2 separate regions of the Mus musculus genome follow, and region 1 is linked to region 2. Evidence: chromatin contacts called from public promoter capture Hi-C data. All regions are on one chromosome and are shown on one strand. The core of a region is the stretch at or near the end of the contact, and the rest is flanking DNA. Distances in the headings are between cores, read along the strand shown. Region 1 has its middle 19 kb from the start of Abcc12. Region 2 overlaps Gpt2 (glutamic pyruvate transaminase (alanine aminotransferase) 2).

The links. Promoter capture Hi-C pulls out the DNA fragments that hold promoters and counts their contacts.
Region 1: a contact with region 2 is called in a promoter capture Hi-C map of liver, with 5 times the contacts expected there. The contact joins two enhancer-like sites. A contact is called at or near these places in 8 of 39 promoter capture datasets (the 3T3-L1 cell line, the C10 cell line, embryonic stem cells and 4 more), 1 of 15 datasets of contacts at CTCF or cohesin (the NIH/3T3 cell line), 1 of 484 Hi-C or Micro-C datasets (cortical neurons) and 3 of 115 datasets of contacts at active chromatin or transcription factors (embryonic stem cells, large pre-B cells and stem cell-derived neural progenitor cells).

The regions. Positions count from the first base shown.
Region 1 is chr8:86,583,852-86,588,229 of GRCm38.p6, forward strand. No RefSeq gene overlaps it. Among named protein-coding and RNA genes, the nearest start is that of Abcc12, 19 kb to the left of the region's middle. Within about 2 kb of position 1,445, at least 93 of the 459 cell types and tissues checked have an H3K27ac peak or open chromatin away from gene starts, as enhancers often do.
Region 2 is chr8:85,526,396-85,530,523 of GRCm38.p6, forward strand. Gpt2 (glutamic pyruvate transaminase (alanine aminotransferase) 2) reads left to right here. Exons shown (of 12, transcript NM_173866.4): 12 at 1-2,507. Among named protein-coding and RNA genes, the nearest start is that of Dnaja2, 27 kb to the right of the region's middle. Within about 2 kb of position 2,691, at least 41 of the 459 cell types and tissues checked have an H3K27ac peak or open chromatin away from gene starts, as enhancers often do.

The DNA.
Region 1 (4,378 bases), core at 195-2,694, 1.1 Mb after region 2:
GCAGAGTTGGGGGCTGGCTTTATTTATTTATTTATTTATTTAGCCTTGGAGAAGGGAACCCTGACTGACACTCACCTCACCTCACCCAGCCCAACCCCCAGCTACAGACACAAGGGGTGGCTGACACAGAATAAGAAGCTTGGAGCAGGACATGGGTCCTTAGAGCTACATCCCCCATATTGGATGTTTGCCTGTCCCTCTGGTCCTTTCTTCTTCTGTCTTAGATCAAAGTGCAGACAAGTCTGTTCAAAGCCAGTGATGGGGTTCTGAGCCAGACACCCCTCCTGCCAGAGTGAGGATCCCTCTATCAGAATAAATGTTATTTATTTATATCAGATAAATGTTGTTATTAATCTGTTCCCATGCCGTGGGCCTCTTTGATTCTCCAGTGTATTTTCAAAACCTTTTTTTTAATGTCCAAGACACGATATGTAGAATTACAGATAACCAATTAAACTAAAAGAGTGCTATGTTAAAAACAAGGCAGGATATTATGAAACATAATCTACTGTGTTGACGCTCTAAGTAACATAATCTAGAAGGAGGTCTAATGACCACCAAGAGTCCAAAGCATCAATACACGTGAGGTTTGTGAAAACTGGGGCAACCAAATGAGATTTGAGAACGCCCATTGATGCCGCCATCCTCGTGAAGGTCGTGGATATGATGTATTTGATTACCTCCATTATGATAAAGGGAAAATGCTAAATTTCCATTAGTAAAAATAATGACATTTTTTTCTGTTCTAGCCCACAGGCACATGGACGACAGACAGGTCAGCTCTCAGACTGGTAATCTGTAAGGTTGCTTCTAACACAAATTATCTAGATGAGACAAGGGGATGTGTATAAAATGTGTTAGGACGTCAGTTTTGTTTTGTTTTGTTTTGTTTCTGGCAAGCCCCCGCTGACCTAGAACTCTGTAGACCAGGCTAGCCTCAAACTCAGAGATCTGCCTGCCTTTGCCTCCTAAGTGCTGTGAGTAAAGGCTCTTGCCACCAGCCCTATGTAAGAATTTGACAGTCTGAAGAGTTGGCACCAGAGTATCACATAGGTGGAAACTGCTTTTGTTCTGAGAACTGTCTGTTAGTCATAGTGGCCCATACATATACCCAGCCACATGAAAGGTTAGAACTGGAGCTACAAGTTCAAGGCCAGCTTGGACCACATAGTGAGTTTGAAACCAGCCACTGCAGAGTGGCTTTAATAAATTTGCTCTGAGTGATTTAGCTGCTGCTGACTTTGAAAATAATCCCAGAAATAGAGATTGATGGAAGAGATCGGGGCTGGGGAGGTAGGTGGAGTCCTGTGGATCGGTGGCAGTAGCCTCTTTCCCATCCTCTGACTCAGGGATCTGCGTTTTTCTGTCCGGATTCCGTGTAGATCACTGCAGTTTTGAGTCTACGGAGCCTTCCTGCATTACTAGGAAGAACCTGCCATCTGCTGGCCAGCTTGAGTAAAACATGAGGACCCTCCTGAAGGATGATGGCTGTTTGGGGAGGGCGTTCTGGTACAAAGGCCATTGCCACAAAATAGGTCTGGGAGGGACAGATATTTTCTATTAACAACTCTGGACTTGGAAGAAGCCGGATAGGATGGCACTTAGAAGGGCCCTTCGATTGCTCTTTGGGACTCCGAAAGTAACGAAAGGGGATAAAAGATTGAAGAAAAAAAAAAAAGTAACAGGGAAAATAGCTATTGAGAGAGAGAGAATGAGGATTTACAGTCAAAAAATACCCCACAAAAAGAAACAGGTGTCACTGGAGACGCCTCCGGGCGGAAGAAGATGAGAACATTTCCCCGCCTTCGGTGTAGACCGTGTTCTTCGGTTCTGAGATCGCATCGCCCTCAGGCAAAACTGTTCCTTCTGCACTGAACGTTCTTCCGACCCCATCCTTCTTATCTAAGTAAATGTTTGTTTGCTGCCGCTCTAGGGAATCTGCAGCAAGTCCGCTGGGCAAGCGAGCTCTATGGAAGCTCAGCTCAGCTCTTTGTCGACACCTCCTGGCACTGCTCTGGAACTGCCTGCTGACTTGTTTACTGCTTACTTCGTGTCTCCAGAGATCAAAACCCCCAGGCAGGGTATCATTTAAAGGCAGCTCTATCCTACTGTGAAAAACTATGCGAGACTATTAGCTTACTGGATTCATTTTTCTTGTGGAATTTTGAGGAACTTGGTGATCACAATTTGAAAACAAATAAAAATGCGTTGACACATTTTTTCCCCTAGAGATCTTCTGCCTAGAAGTTGAAAATCATTTCTTTTTCTATTTCAATATCTGCCAACACCCTTGAGGGGCCTGCCGGCATCCATAGCCTGCTCATAGCAAAAGCCTCGCGATTCTAGAGAGGGAACCCCTCCATTCAGTCCATGTGACTTGGAGCTGATCCTGTCCTCCCACACAGGAGTGACTGGGCCTGGCAAATCCAACTTCTAATAGCTTAACATGCTTGGTTCAGAGATGAGCATATGACTGAGCTAACCCAATGAGAAAATACCCTACTTTGAAACCTTGACTGAGAATTTCTGAACTTGGTAGGCCATGGTCCTGGAGCTTGTGGTCATTTGGTGCCGCCAGAAAGTGGAAAGTGGCCAGAAGTAAAGCCAGAGGTAAGACGGTGTCTACAAGATCAACATTCTTTCTGTACTGGCTCCAACCCAGAACTTTTACTGGACTTCCCCATTCCATTCCATGAGCCATAGCTACTGGGAAGACTTTTATAAAGAACATATTTTAGACAGTAGCTATCCCAGTGTCCAGTTAAATAGGAAGAATAAGGGAAGATGAAGGTTGGGGGTCAATTAACGTTTTGTCTCTAGGAATGTCCCTTACTCTCAGTGTACTGTGGGGAGCAGAACGCCACCCTCCCTTTCTCTTTCTCTCTCTCTCAGATGTATTTGTTTTTATTTTAGGTGTATGAATGTTTCACCTGCATGTATATCTGTTTATCACATGCATGCCCGGTGCCTGCAGAGGCCAGAAGAGGGCATCAGATCACTTAAAACTGGAGTAACATGAGCCGCCGTGTGAATGCTGGAAATTAAACCCGGGTTCTCTGAAAAAGCAGCCAGTGCTGTTAACAACTGAGCCACCACTCAAAATCAGACCAGTTTTAATGCTCCAGTCTTCCCATATCCACACCTTTGCTTCCTTTACAGTGAACTGCACTAGCAGCAGCAGCAGCAGCAGCAGCAGAGGCAGCAACAGCTACAGCAGCAGCAGAAGCAGCAGCAACAGCAGCAGCAACAGCAACAGCAACAGCAACAGCAACAGCAACAACAACAACAACAGGGCATCAGCAACAGCAGCAGCAGAAGCAGCAGCAACAGCAGGGCAGCAGCATCAGCAGCCACTGCCATCTGCAGTGGAAAAACTGCAGTCCCTGCATTGAGTTCCAAGGAAGCAGATGCTATGGTGAAGATGCTGGACTTCAGCTGCTTCACTGGTTGGCCTGCCTAGACTCCTCCTGCTTGCTCCTACTCTAAACACATCCCTGTTTACTTCCTAATTATGTCCCAGTGTCTGACTAGTGAGAAGAGAATGAGTCACATGGAGACACACTAAAGAATATGGAGCCCAGTGCATTGCTTGCTGGAGTACTGACCACTTTAATGGACTGGGTTTGTTGTTGTTGTTGTCGTTGTCATCGTCGTCATCATCATCGTTGTCATTGTTTTAACCAAACTATGCCTTGCTTTTTTTTTTTTTTTGGTGGGGGGCACATTGTAGCTTGCAGAGTGTTCTTGTATAACATGACCTTGCCCAGTCTTCAAGGGTACCTCAGTGAGGTGGGACAGATCAGCCTGAGTAGCCCAGCATCCAAGAGAACTGCCTACCGTCCTCCACATCTGGCTCTTTTCTAACCTTGCCTGACTGGGTGGTAAGGAATAACCTGTGTGACCTACGGGTACTCCAGGCCTGTGCTGCAGATCCCATGCAGTTATTAATTGGGATCCAACAGCCAGAGGGGTCCCAATTAATACCCCAAGGAGGGTTTGCCTGTTGGGCAAGAAGCCAGTGATTCTCCATTTTCTGAGTCCTCACCAGGAAAGTCCGTATCCTCCTACCTTTCACACACAATGGCCATTGTCAATCACACAGAGGAGAAGAGGGCTGGGGCTCTGCTTCCAGAGGTATCCAACGCTATAAGCAGCCATTCGTTTGTTTGTTTGTTTGTTTGTTTTATATGAGTACACTATTGCTCTCTTCAGACTCACCAGAAGAGATCATCAGATCCCATTACAGGTGGTTGTGAGCCACCATGTGGCTCCTGGGGATTGAACTCAGGACCTCTGGAAGAGCAGTCAGTGCTCTTAACCTCCTGAACCATCTCTCCAGCCCTATAAGCAGCCTTCTTACAACCTAGGTCAGCAGTCA
Region 2 (4,128 bases), core at 1,441-3,940:
ATTTGGCTCATTTGTAACTAACTGATCACGGTGCCTGGTTACACTGGCTGCCAAGAAGGAGCGCATGCAATCTGATTCAGTGCTCTCTTCACATCAGTTTCCTGCCTCCCTCCCTCATCTGCGGACAGCATCCTATCTCATCAGGCTTCCCTGTGTGTCACAAAGTAGCAGCCACCAAGCAAATATATTCCTTGAATTAGCACACCTGGGTGGGCCATGTGCGCACCAAGGAAACAGGTGCTATAGGGAGCGCCAGGCCAGGCTTGTCTCTTAACTGTCTCGTTCTTCAGTGAGAGTGGGAAAGCTGTCCGGAGCTCCCGCGCAGGAGCCTGGGTACCCACGCAGCGAGTCAAGGGAGTTTTCGGAGCCAGAGAGAGAAAGATGTGAAGGCTGTGGAGTAAGGCTGAAACCAGCCTCCTGCCCTATAGTCCCACACTGCAGGGGGTGCGACTTTAAAACAGAACTTCAAGTTGTTAACACTCACAAGCATTGCATTACTGTGAAGGAAGTAGCCGCATCCATAACAGGATGTGATGGTCTACAGCTTTTCCTTTAAAAGCTGAAAAGGTACCATGTGTGCTCGCTAGGCATATAATCCAGATATGCTCCAGAGTTCTGAGATTCTTCCATGAAAGGTTAACTAGAAGCTAGAATATTTTTTTATATTTTTGTAACAATTGGCTTTTTTCATGGGGGGAGGGGAGTAGAGGGTTAGTATTTATAGTCCTAACAAGTCCAAAAATTTTTATAAGTGTCTTCAGATTATAAATAACCCTCCAAATTTTGCAATGTTTACATGTTTTTTTTTTAAGATGACAAATATGCTTGATTTGCTTTTTAAATAAAAGTTTAGCTGTTCTAAGAGATTAACTTCAAGTAGGATGGCTGGTTATGATAGTTTGGATTTTCTACAGGTTCTGTTGCCATGCCTTTTGGGTTTCAGCATCACTCGAGTCGCAGCATGTGGGTGGGGCTGTGGAAACCTGGCCAGGCTGGACCTGGTCAGCCACACCTCAGAGACATTGTTTCCATTTGGATGTGAGCAGGCGCAGGCCTGCATGCTCTTTCCTACTTAGCATCATCAGTTCTTCCGCCTCCTTAGCATGGTTCTTTGTAACAGCCATGCTGGGAAGCTCTGAACAATAAAATACTTCCAGAGTGGTGACTGAGCAGCTTGGTCAATAAAAACTAAAAGTTGCGTGGGGCTGAGTATGATGGCATACACTTTAATCCTAGGACTGGGGAGGCAGAGGCAGACTGGTGTCTGCGAGTTTGCGTCCTGTCTGATTTACCTAATAAGACCTAGTCACGCTGGGCAGTGGTGGCTCACGCCTTTAATCCTAGCACTTGGGAGGCAGAGGTAGGTGGATTTCTGAGTTCAAGGACAGTCTGGTCTACAGAGTGAGTTCCAGGACAGCCAGGGCTACACAGAGAAACCTTGTCTTGAAAAACAAAAACAAAAACAAAAAAGACCTAATCACAACAAAACTGAAAACAACAGAAGCAATAAATGGTTGGGTGGATGTCACTGTTGAGTGGATCTGTGTATATGTGCATATATTTTTAGTATCTTATATATTTTAAATATGCACAAGTATAAATATATGTGTTCCTGAACAGTACATTTACCTAAGTATCACAAACTTGGTTAACCAACAGCTTCTGCTTCTTTTTTTTTTTTTTTGGATATTTTCTTTATTTACATTTTAAATGTTATCCCCTTTCCCAGCCCGGAAACTCCCTATCCCCACTCTGCCTGCTTCTATGAGGGTGCTCCCCCACCCACCCACTCCCGCCTCCCTGAGCTAGCATTCCCCTACACTGGGGCATCAAGCTTTCACAGGACCAAGGGTCTTTCCTCCCATCGATGCCCAAAAAGGCCATCCTCTGCTACATATGTGGCTGGAGCCATGGGTCACTCCATCTGTCCTCTTTGGTTGGTGGTTTAGTCTCTAGGAGCTCTGGGGAGGGGGCGGGGATGTTGGTTGGTTGGTATTGTTGTTCTTCCTATGGGGTTGCAAACCCCTTCAGCTCCCCCAGTCCTTTAACTCCTCTACTGGGGTCCCAGCTTCTGCTTCTTAGGGTTTGACCCTAAAGACAGGGAGTTGCTTAGTTGGAGAAACTTTGGAGGTCTTTTGTTTCTGTTTTTGTTTTGAGAGCCTTGCTCTCTGGCTGCCTAGTATGCTAGTACATCTGTACCCCAGGCTGACTTTAAACTACTGTGTAGTCTAAGGCTGACCTTGAACTCCTGAGGCTCTTGCCTTTACAGTCTACACTGGGATTGTGCCACCATTCCTGGCTCTAACAAGTTGTTAAAACTAATGTGGACTTTTGCTTTCTGCTGGCAGTAAAGTAAGAAGAGATTAAGGCCGGAGAGGTGGGGACAGGAGCTGGAGAAGCGATGGGTTGGGTTGTGCTATACGACATTGTATTGATCTTACCCAGGTTTCCCAGTTCACATTTGTCTTGGAATATGGCTTTCAAATTTAAAATTGTTTTTAAAATATGCTTTCTATATCTTTATTAAAATTTAGAAAGTATGCAAAGAAAAATAACTAGGACTCTAACTAGGAATCATTAGGAACCCACTCAACACAGTTTAAGCAAAGAAACTGACTATCCTGTGTAAGCTGTAGGGAAACTGGCTCTGTTTCTAATGTTTACTCTGGCAGAGGTTGCCTTGCCCCATTGCACATAGAAAATCTCATGGTCCCACGTGTCCTTTCCTGAGTCAGATATTTTGGCTTGTGAGAAGAGGGTGCTTTGCACAGGAAGGGGAGCCGTGTACAGAGGAGGTGGGAATGGCTGTTAGGATCGCCAGCCTTGCTGAGTAACATTGAGTCAGAAGAAACAACCCATGAAAAAGGGATGGTGCTACACTAACAGAGGCCACTTTAGTGTGGGTGTGGAGGATGTGTGTTCAAGAAGTGTATGTGTAGCTGGGCATGGTGGCTCAGGCCTTTAATCCCAGTACTCGGGAGGCAGAGGCAGGTGGATTTCTGAGTTTGAGGCCAGCCTGGTTTACAGAGTGAGTTCCAAGACAGCCAGAGCTACACAGAGAAACCCTGTCTCGAAAAAACAAAAACAAACAAACAAAAACCAAAACAAACAAAAAGAAGTGTATGTGTGTGCACACGAGTACAGGAGCTCACAGAGGCCAGAGGCATTGCATCCCCTGGTGCTGGAGTTGTGTAGTGAGCTGCTTGTGGGAGTCACAGCTAGTTGGTAGCTAAGTGGACAGAGAAATGTTTTGTAGCTTCCCTCACAGGAGCCCACATAGGAACACACACCAACTCTCTAGGGAGTAAATTATATTTTATTGTACAGTTGAGTGTGTTAAATACAGATCAGAAACTACAGATATTATTCTAGATGGGAGGGGAGGGGGTAATGTTGAGATGGTCTCACTGTGTAGTCCTGGTTGGCTTTGAACTCCTGCCTGCTCGCCAGTCCTCCTCTCTTCAGTGACTTGTGCTCCCCACCATGGCATGCTTTGTCAGCAGAGGCCTGGAGTGAGACAACAAGCCTTTAAATTCAACCAGATTCAGGCTCTTATGACACAGGCGGACTATTTCCCAGAATATCCCATGAATGGTCCCACTGGCTCTTCACTGGGAACCTTGTGAACCAGGCCTCTGCTGTCCCCATTGCTCTCAGAATTATTCTCCAGGTTCCCACGGGCATGACCCACTAAACTATGCCTGTAGTACTCAAAGGCTTTTCTAGCCCAAAGTTTCAAAACTCTTCCATGTTCCTCCAACAAACCAGTTCCAAACAGGTAAGAACTATATGGTTGGGTTTATCATGGCAACAGCCCCACTTCATGACAGTCTTTTTTTTTTTTTTTTTTTTTAGTATTCTTTTTTCCTGTTTGCCATGATAAAACACCTTGAGAAAGGAAGAAAGAGTTTATTTGGGCTCACAGTTTGAGGGCACACAGTCCAAGGTAGCAGGGAGTCGTGGCAGCAAGGCCTTGAGGGAACTGTCCACCCTGATGAGTGCTTGTATTGAGCCCACTTTCTCCTTTTTATTCATTATGGGACCTCAGACCACAGAATGTTATGTCCCACATTAAGGGTGTGTCTTCCTCTCGCAAATAACCTAACAAAGATTAAACACGTATATGAC